2 separate regions of the Siniperca chuatsi genome follow, and region 2 is linked to region 1. A link is a contact called in public Hi-C data. All regions are on one chromosome and are shown on one strand. Each heading gives the region's core, a stretch centred on a gene start, on an enhancer-like site or on the middle of the called end of the contact. The rest is flanking DNA. Distances are from core to core; before and after follow the strand shown. Region 1 holds the start of myo18ab (unconventional myosin-XVIIIa). Region 2 overlaps myo18ab (unconventional myosin-XVIIIa).

Evidence for each region. A called contact is a pair of places that touch in the nucleus more often than the background predicts.
Region 2: a contact with region 1 is called in a Hi-C map of liver, with 2.0 times the contacts expected there. The contact joins the enhancer-like site here to the promoter of myo18ab in region 1. A contact is called at or near these places in 3 of 3 Hi-C or Micro-C datasets (liver, skeletal muscle and an unstated tissue).

What each region holds. Positions count from the first base shown.
Region 1 is chrLG7:1,592,564-1,596,573 of ASM2008510v1, reverse strand. myo18ab (unconventional myosin-XVIIIa) reads right to left here and starts at 2,289. Exons shown (of 41, transcript XM_044202313.1): 1 at 2,121-2,289.
Region 2 is chrLG7:1,636,408-1,640,417 of ASM2008510v1, reverse strand. The region is part of intron 2 of myo18ab (unconventional myosin-XVIIIa); the gene reads right to left. Among protein-coding and RNA genes, the nearest start is that of myo18ab, 44 kb to the right of the region's middle. Within about 2 kb of position 1,852, the one cell type or tissue checked has an H3K27ac peak away from gene starts, as active enhancers do. A contact at or near this core is called in liver, where this site is marked.

The DNA of each region.
Region 1 (4,010 bases), core at 1,040-3,539:
CACACAATTATTCAATTAATTGGTCATTCCACAAAAAATGTATCAACAACAATTTTGATAATCAAATAACTGTTTAAGTCATTTATCAAGCTAGGGGTAAAATTACCAGACAGGAAAGTTTGTTTTTGGCTAATGTAGTGAATTAAAGACCTTACAATTACAGGTACTTTTTCACATTTATGCAAAAATCACGTAGAAATCCAATATTAACATAAAGATGTTCTGCTCATTTATTTCCCACATGGTCCACAATGGCACAATATACCCAGAGACATTAAAAGAACTACCATTGTATACACAGTATAGCACATTCTCTGACAGAAGACACATTTATATTGTCTCAAAGTATATATATCGTTATATCACCCAACCCTATATCAAGCAAAAATGGCAAACTTCTCAGCTTCTCAAATGTGAGGTTTTGCTGCTTTTCCCTATTTGATATAGTTGTAAACTGAGTATGTTTAGGTTTTGGACAGTTTTTCAGCCAAAACAAGCAATTTAAAGACCTCAACTTGGACTCCTGGCACATGTGATGGGCTTTTTTCAAATTGTTTTCACTATTTTATATATTAAAAATATGTATATTGAAATATGTAATTAATAACTTAAATCAGAAATTAAATTACTTTCAATTACATATTACGATATCAGTAGTTTCAGAATTGTTAAAATGGGCAATAACTACTGAAAGTGGCAAGCGTATTAAATAGCCTACTTCCTTCTAGCATCTGGCTATTGCATATTTTGTACACTTTCTTTATTTTGCAAGTCAATAAAACAGCATCAAAAGCTTAAGAATGAGATCAAGCAAGAACAACATGTTTCTTTTGAGCAGGCATCCAACGTGCATCCAAACGTTTGTCCAAGTCTCACGGCTGAAGTGTCCACATGTGTAGATGGCCTTGTAAAATATAGATCTACATCACTGAAGACCTCCAACACTCGTACTTGGAGGACCAAAACACATTCCTGGCTTAATTTTTAACTGAGTTTCTTCAAGCCCTCAAAAATCAGGGACTCTTCGTGCCACAAACTACCACAAGCAGACAGGCAGATACACATCCTTCAGCCTGGTTCTCTTAGCTGCTGAGTGACACAAGAGACTCCTCTCTCCACAGGGCAGCGCATGTTAGAATCCCAAACAACTGCCTCCTACTCTTATAATAGGTAACACTGGGCATGGATCCATCAATCTATCCATTTTCTTCTGCTTATCCGGGCAAAGTCTTGGTCAAATTTGTGCCTGACAAGCGTCTTAGGTGTCAAGTCAGTGATAAAAGAATGGTCACATATTGAAAGGTGTCACACACACCTTAATAACAGTAAAGGTACAGTCCTCTGGTAGCGGAAAAATTCGAATCAGTGACTCAAAATCATAAATTGATTGATATAAATTTTACCAAAAAACAGTGCTGCCCTGTGGATTATCTCCAAACCAATTTGCCAGAACACCAAAGAGTTTCCTAAAAGGTCGTGTCTTATCTTTAACTGTAAGTAGTGTACTAGTGGATGGACAGCTTCTGTATCAACATTAAGTGTCATGTTGTTTAACGTGATAATAACCAGAACTAGGGAACATTAAAACGCTAAGGCTCCCTTCTGTTCTATACCTACTTGGCTGCTGAGGTTAAAACGATGCTAGCTAACACCTGGCACACTAATGCACACAAAGCAACATTTATTAGCCTCACTCCGCATTCAATGGGAAGTCAGGGAACAAAAAGAATGACGGGGCTAAAATAGGTGTAGCTTTTCGGCTAACTGTTACATTAGCTAACGTTAGCTGAGCTACTGTTTCGTAGGTGAGAGTAACGTTAACGTTACCTAATAACATTCGCGTTTTTATTCCACCGCAAATGAAAAAGCTCCAAAAGCACAAGCCATCAGTAATTCATTATGATTTTGTTTAACTTTACAGAGAGCAATCTAGCTAGCTAACTACAGCCTTAGTTCTTTGCCCTTATTTTTCGTGAAGCAAATCCTGGAACAACACATTGTGATCCTGTGAAAATTATCCAGTCAGCCCGACTGACTGACTGCCTCAACACTGCTGTTTTCAAACAAAAAGTGTCCCCTCACTCTAAACACACATGTTTATTATCAGAAGAAATACTCACTTTTCTCCAGTACTGCAAATCGAGCACCGCTGGTGCCTTGTAATGGGTGCAGCTCGGCTCGTAGGGAACACAAGCCACAGACTGGCTTTTAGCTAACGTTATCAAAGCTGGCTGCTCCCAGTCCAGCTCTGAAGTTTCAGTACAACAGCTAAAGGCGGTCGACCAACTACCCCTGCTGGACATACATTGGAGTTACAGGGATGGGAAGTACAGCTCTTTGACGGGAGCCGGATCTTATGGCTCCGTTATTATAAAGAGTACGCCTAGACCTGCTCTATAGGAAGAGCGCAATGAGATAACTTCTGTTATGAATTGGCACTATATGAATAAAATTGAATTGAATTGAACTGAGTTCCTTTCCGAGAGCCGGCTCATCGTTTTTATTTCATTTCTCAAGTGTGGATAAGTTTAGCAGCACTAAATTACTCGTATTGCCAGACCTAATGTCAATGACCCGCATTGTAAACATTTCACAAGGTGACGCCATATCCCACGCTTTGTGAGTGAATTTACTACTTTGAATTTACCCTCTGTATTAAATGTGTTATGTAAATGAAGTTGAATGCATATTCATATTCCATTTACTACCCACTCCATTCATTGAAATGTAGCCGAATGTTCTTCCATGGTAAATGGAATGTACTTACTTAGCCTTGAACCTATATACTCAAAGCCTTCAACTACATATCACATTCACACAAGGGAGCAATTTGGGGTTCAGTGTCTTGCTGTTTAAGAATCTATTTGGTGCTGTATTCTTGCATGAAACATGCATACGGCCAAGGAGGGTGTCGGGATTGAACCGGTTGGTGAACGACCCGCTCTACCACTCAGCCACAGTCGTCCCATGGGTGCTATCATTGTTGTATGACGTCAGACAACTGCTTCTTCCTGATGTGGGGGTAGAAGAATTTGCCCCATGTTTACAAGTTCCATTGTACTCTTTCTAGTAGGAGGTCGGAAATTTCCGAGTTCCATGTTGTCTGGAACGCAGCATTAGGTCATGTTTTTTGGTTTTCATCATTTCCTGTTTTATTTCTGTTACTCACCTCTCCTCTTGTTTCAGATTACTTCACTTCCTGCCCTAGTGTGTCTCCCGCCAGTTTTGATTGCCCTGCCGTTGCACCTGCAGTCTATAGGCTACATGCACTAGGGTTCGTGACATACTTCCAATTCCAAACAAGAAGGCTCATCCGTTTCCCGTCTGTTGGTTTCGAGCTAGCTAGCTTGATAACATTAATATCTAAGTTTTTATCATGAGAGTTAGGTGGAAAGTGTTTAAGACGGAACATTTTCAGAAACATGAGAAGATATACTCAGAGCACTGCTGTGTGCCACTTCGTTCGGTGTCATCCAAATTTCATGGAGTACATAGTTTCCACAGCTTTCCGACACATCTTGACCTGAGAAGACAATGGCTTGTAAACATAAACCGGGATTATTTCACCATCTCCTCTCACAAAGTCTGCAGCAGAAACTTTGCCACGATCAGCTCATAGAGCCAACAACACTTGATGGTCGAAGAAAGCTTGTTAAAGGTGCTGTACCGACACTCTTTGAATGGAATGGATACACCATTGAAAAACCACGGCGTAGTGTGTGGGAGAGGACAGAGCGGCCCATTGAACCAGTCCCTCCTGAGGAGAAACAGCACATGGATGTCACAATGGAACATAACTGATCAGTCCCTGAGCTCCCTGGGTCCAAACCTGTCCAAAGAAATATAGGGTCTGAGAAAGGAAATACAGTCCAGCGAAAGTTTGGGTTACAGCATTTTGTTTGCTATAACACCGACATTTGATTCTGTAGCAGGTAACCAGTAGCCTTGTAATAAGTTGTATTTTACATTAGTACGTGTAACTGTTTACATAAACCAATGTCAACAAGTTA
Region 2 (4,010 bases), core at 603-3,102, 44 kb before region 1:
TTTTTAGACGTACAATGCACATGACATTGACTCTTAAGTATTTTGCTTCAAGCCAGCATTGACTTTTTTAAACACTGACCTATCCCTGACCTTAACTAAATGTTTTGTGTTGCCTTAAGTACTTATCCACTTAGGGATCTGCTGCACTCACCACCTCTGCTTTTGGACCACAAGATGGAGCCAGAGGACCATGTAAAAGTTCCACATGCTTTTGGAATCATGCAACCATACAAAGACTCCATTATTTCCCAGCGGCTGCCATGATTCTAGGGAGGGAATGGCAAAGTGATACGGATAAAGTGCAAACAAATTGCTGTGAAATGAACGGAGTGGCAGCTTTAGTCCAGCTGACAGTGGGGAGGAGGAGGAGGAGGAGGAGGAGGAGGACGGGTTTGTTTACAGGCCAGGCTGTCTTGGGAAACAAGTGTAGCTTAAAGAAGAGGGAGGGGTAAGAAGAAGAGAGAAATGCAGTGATGTAACACTATTCAAGAGTGACTACAAGTATTATGAATGGCAAGAAAGTGTGTCATATTTGCTTCTATTCTTAATATATTATGTTTAATCCAGGTCTACTCTGAATAATTACAATTATATTTTATTTGTTTGTTACCTGCAATGCAAAATAAAGAAATACACGCATGTCCCTTCAGGACTGACTAGTGACACTTAACAACACTTTATGGCAATGAGTAGCTGCAGGTGCAGAGTGGAGATGCACAGTTTTCCGAACGTGTTGTGGACTTTTGGAATATACAGAGATAAACGGCTGCCTTTTCTGTCAAAATATATTTTTGTATTATTTTGTAAGAGGAAAAGTGGATTAATAAACTATTTTGCTTTAATCTACAAGAGGAGTCGGTGTGAGCTGGGTGGATATAAGAAACGTGTCGACTTAAGGTTTACACTCTGTGCCTAGTTTGGATCCTACAGGTGCGTTTCCATCGGCTGGGTTGAGACAAATAAACTGTCTACCTGAGCAAAAGGTTCCAATTTCAGGAAAAAAAAAACATGGAATAAAAGACCTTGGCTGTCTAGACCTTACTGCTATTGGGCAGGTTATTTTGTTTTAGCTCATATGAAACCGTATTTCTTGCTTTCGGAAGCAAGATGATGACAGAGGTGCCAATAACAGGTCTCCATTTATAGCAAATCTCCACTACGGGTGCAGCAGTGCATTTGACAGCTCTGGGTAAAGTTTTTTTGCAGGTCATTTACAGACAGTGCCTTTTTAATGATACTGTGGACATTTTGTCGAATTTTGCCGCTTCCATCCAGCTTTCCTAATTAGATAATTTGCATAAAAATGCTTGGATGGAAACATGGCTTTGTCTTTTCCTGTTGCATATTAAGTTTTGAAAATAAAATCAAGCTTCCTTCTACACTAAGTAACATGAATCACTTTTACGTTAAGCAGGCTTACAACAGTTTTGGAACAAGCTATTTAAAATAAATATCTGCAGCAGAGCAAGAGGTGAAACATTGTTTCACTATTTGAAGATTAATTGACACTTCTTTGCAACGACCACATCTTTTCGATGAGCAGCCACTGAAATTAACAACATGGATTTAGGCCTAGTTGCAAAGCCAAACACAACAGCACAGCTATGTGGCATAAAATTAACAGAAAGAAGACAATTAAACCGTTAATCGCAATTATTTGTAATTAATCGTCAAATAAAATGTCATGATTGTGAAAGCCCTAGCACCATCAACAATGTAGTCTAATGTTCTCTGCTGTCAGGAGCTCAGCAGATAGTGATAGTGTTAATACCAAAGTCCTGCATGTGTAAACACACACACACACACACACACACACACACACACAATCCATTCAATCATTTTTCCTACTAGGGGGCTGATTTCATTACCATTCCCATGCTGACAGGATTGAACATGTTTGTGAAGGACACATTGACTGATTGACCTGAGTGATTGCCATTGCTCAGACCCACCCCAAACTATGTGAAGGTCTTTGTTTTGTCTCCTTCACCTCATTTCTGGGAGGTTTTGGTCCTTAGACCTTCTCATTCAGACATCAATGTGCTCAGGCTCCTTCTAAAAAATAAAAACTGGGTTAAGCTTATTACGAAATTTAAATCAGCACAAATACAGACATGTCATGACTGCAACATTACATACACACACCCCTATCAATGTGCAGCCATTCACAACATGAATACCTGAGATGCCACTGCATTAGATCTTGTCCATCTTCACCAGCAGCTGGTTGCACAAGGCAAGACAAATAGTCAAACTTCAGACAGACATCTAAGTTCACTGGTTAGCTAGACTTACTTCCAAGTAAGGGCAGAGCTCAAACCTGGCAACCTCACTAAGAGGACTGTTGAGATGTTACGTGCAATCACTGCGCCCAGTGGTTGTTGATCAAAAAAATAACTCAATACCTGTTCCAAAAACCACCAAAGATTCACAAAGTAAATAAGATTTAAGAACAGATTTTGAACTGTTTTTTTCAACTTTTGACAGAGCCAGGCTAGCAGTTTTATTCTCCCTCCAGTACTTGTTTTAAACTAGACTAAACATGTTCCAGACTTAATTTTGTACTGGACACTCACAGACCTGCTCGTCTGTCTATAAGAGAGCAAAAACATGAACAAAGTAAAATGTTGGACTGTTCCTTTTAAGACCCAATGGATGCTTAAAATGTTTATGGTGAGTACTCATTTGCGGGATAAGAAGTGCGTGAGAAAGCAAAGTTTTGTGAAAGCAACTGTGGTGCAAACATTATTTGTTTATCAAAATTAAACACATTGCACACCTCCTTTTCAAAATCCCATGCTTCATTCACCAAATGTTTTCAGCTATCTTGCCTTCATCAGGGTGGTATCTAAGGTTGTTTCCAATTTCTTTATATATAGTCCATCACTTAGTCAACGGATGTTTATATCAACATAAATACAGGGTATCCAAATCAACATTTACAGTCATCTCTTTAAAATAATTCTTATAAAATACAATACTACACAAAATTTGGTATATAGATATGACATTTTTTGTAATATAAGCCATTTGAGCAAACTTTGAGGGCCTGCTTTACCAAAACTGTATGGAATATCAAAAATCCGAAAAGGTAACTTTTTCCAGCACGAGCAGTGAAAAACAAATTTGGACAAAATTCAAAATGGCAGGAAATTGAGCTAGATAAATGTATGTAAAGTCGAACGACGCGTCTCCACTTCCTCCCACTGTACAAAAATGATGCCAAAATATCCGGGTGTATCCCTGCTGTACCAAAAACGTACCGAATCGTGACCCTAAACCCGAGGTACATACCGAACCGTGAATTTTGTGTACCATTACACCGATAGTGAATGTACAGTATACTTACTGGCACTCCACAACTGTATATTCAGTTATGTACAAACTATTCGCAGACAAGAAGCGAATCCCACTAACTGCAACAAACTGCAACCCACAGAGTACCACTAACACATAGCCAAATAGTTACACAAAAAACCAATGTGACAGCAGACAGAGATCGACAGTACAGAAAAGTGTACCACGAACACCAACATGACACAAACTACCACAAAGAACCACAAGGAACACTCAAGCATACCTTAACCACATTGTATTACTAAGCATTACATTAGTTTGAAGTCCTTTGTGGCACTTAGTGGCAATTTACAGTACTATTTGAAGTAGGCTTCATCTACACATTGCAGAACTATTTAGTTTTGACAATAATTCCCATGTAAAGTGATTTAATAAATGAGCCTTCATACAGGCAATTGGTATAGCTGTAACCAGGCACTATGTTGAAGGACTTGTTGAGTTCCAACAGCATTTAGATCAACCAGATAAGGACAGTGATAAAAAAACACTGACATCTCACAACATGATAAACAGACTAAACGGCTATCAGCTTCACTGTCACGTCTTGTTTCCTCCAAGCACGCTAATTCTGTCTGGCTGCAGTAATCTCTGTTGTATGCGTGGGCAGGACAAAACATGGACAAAGCTTTTCACATAACTCCTAAGAATCCAGC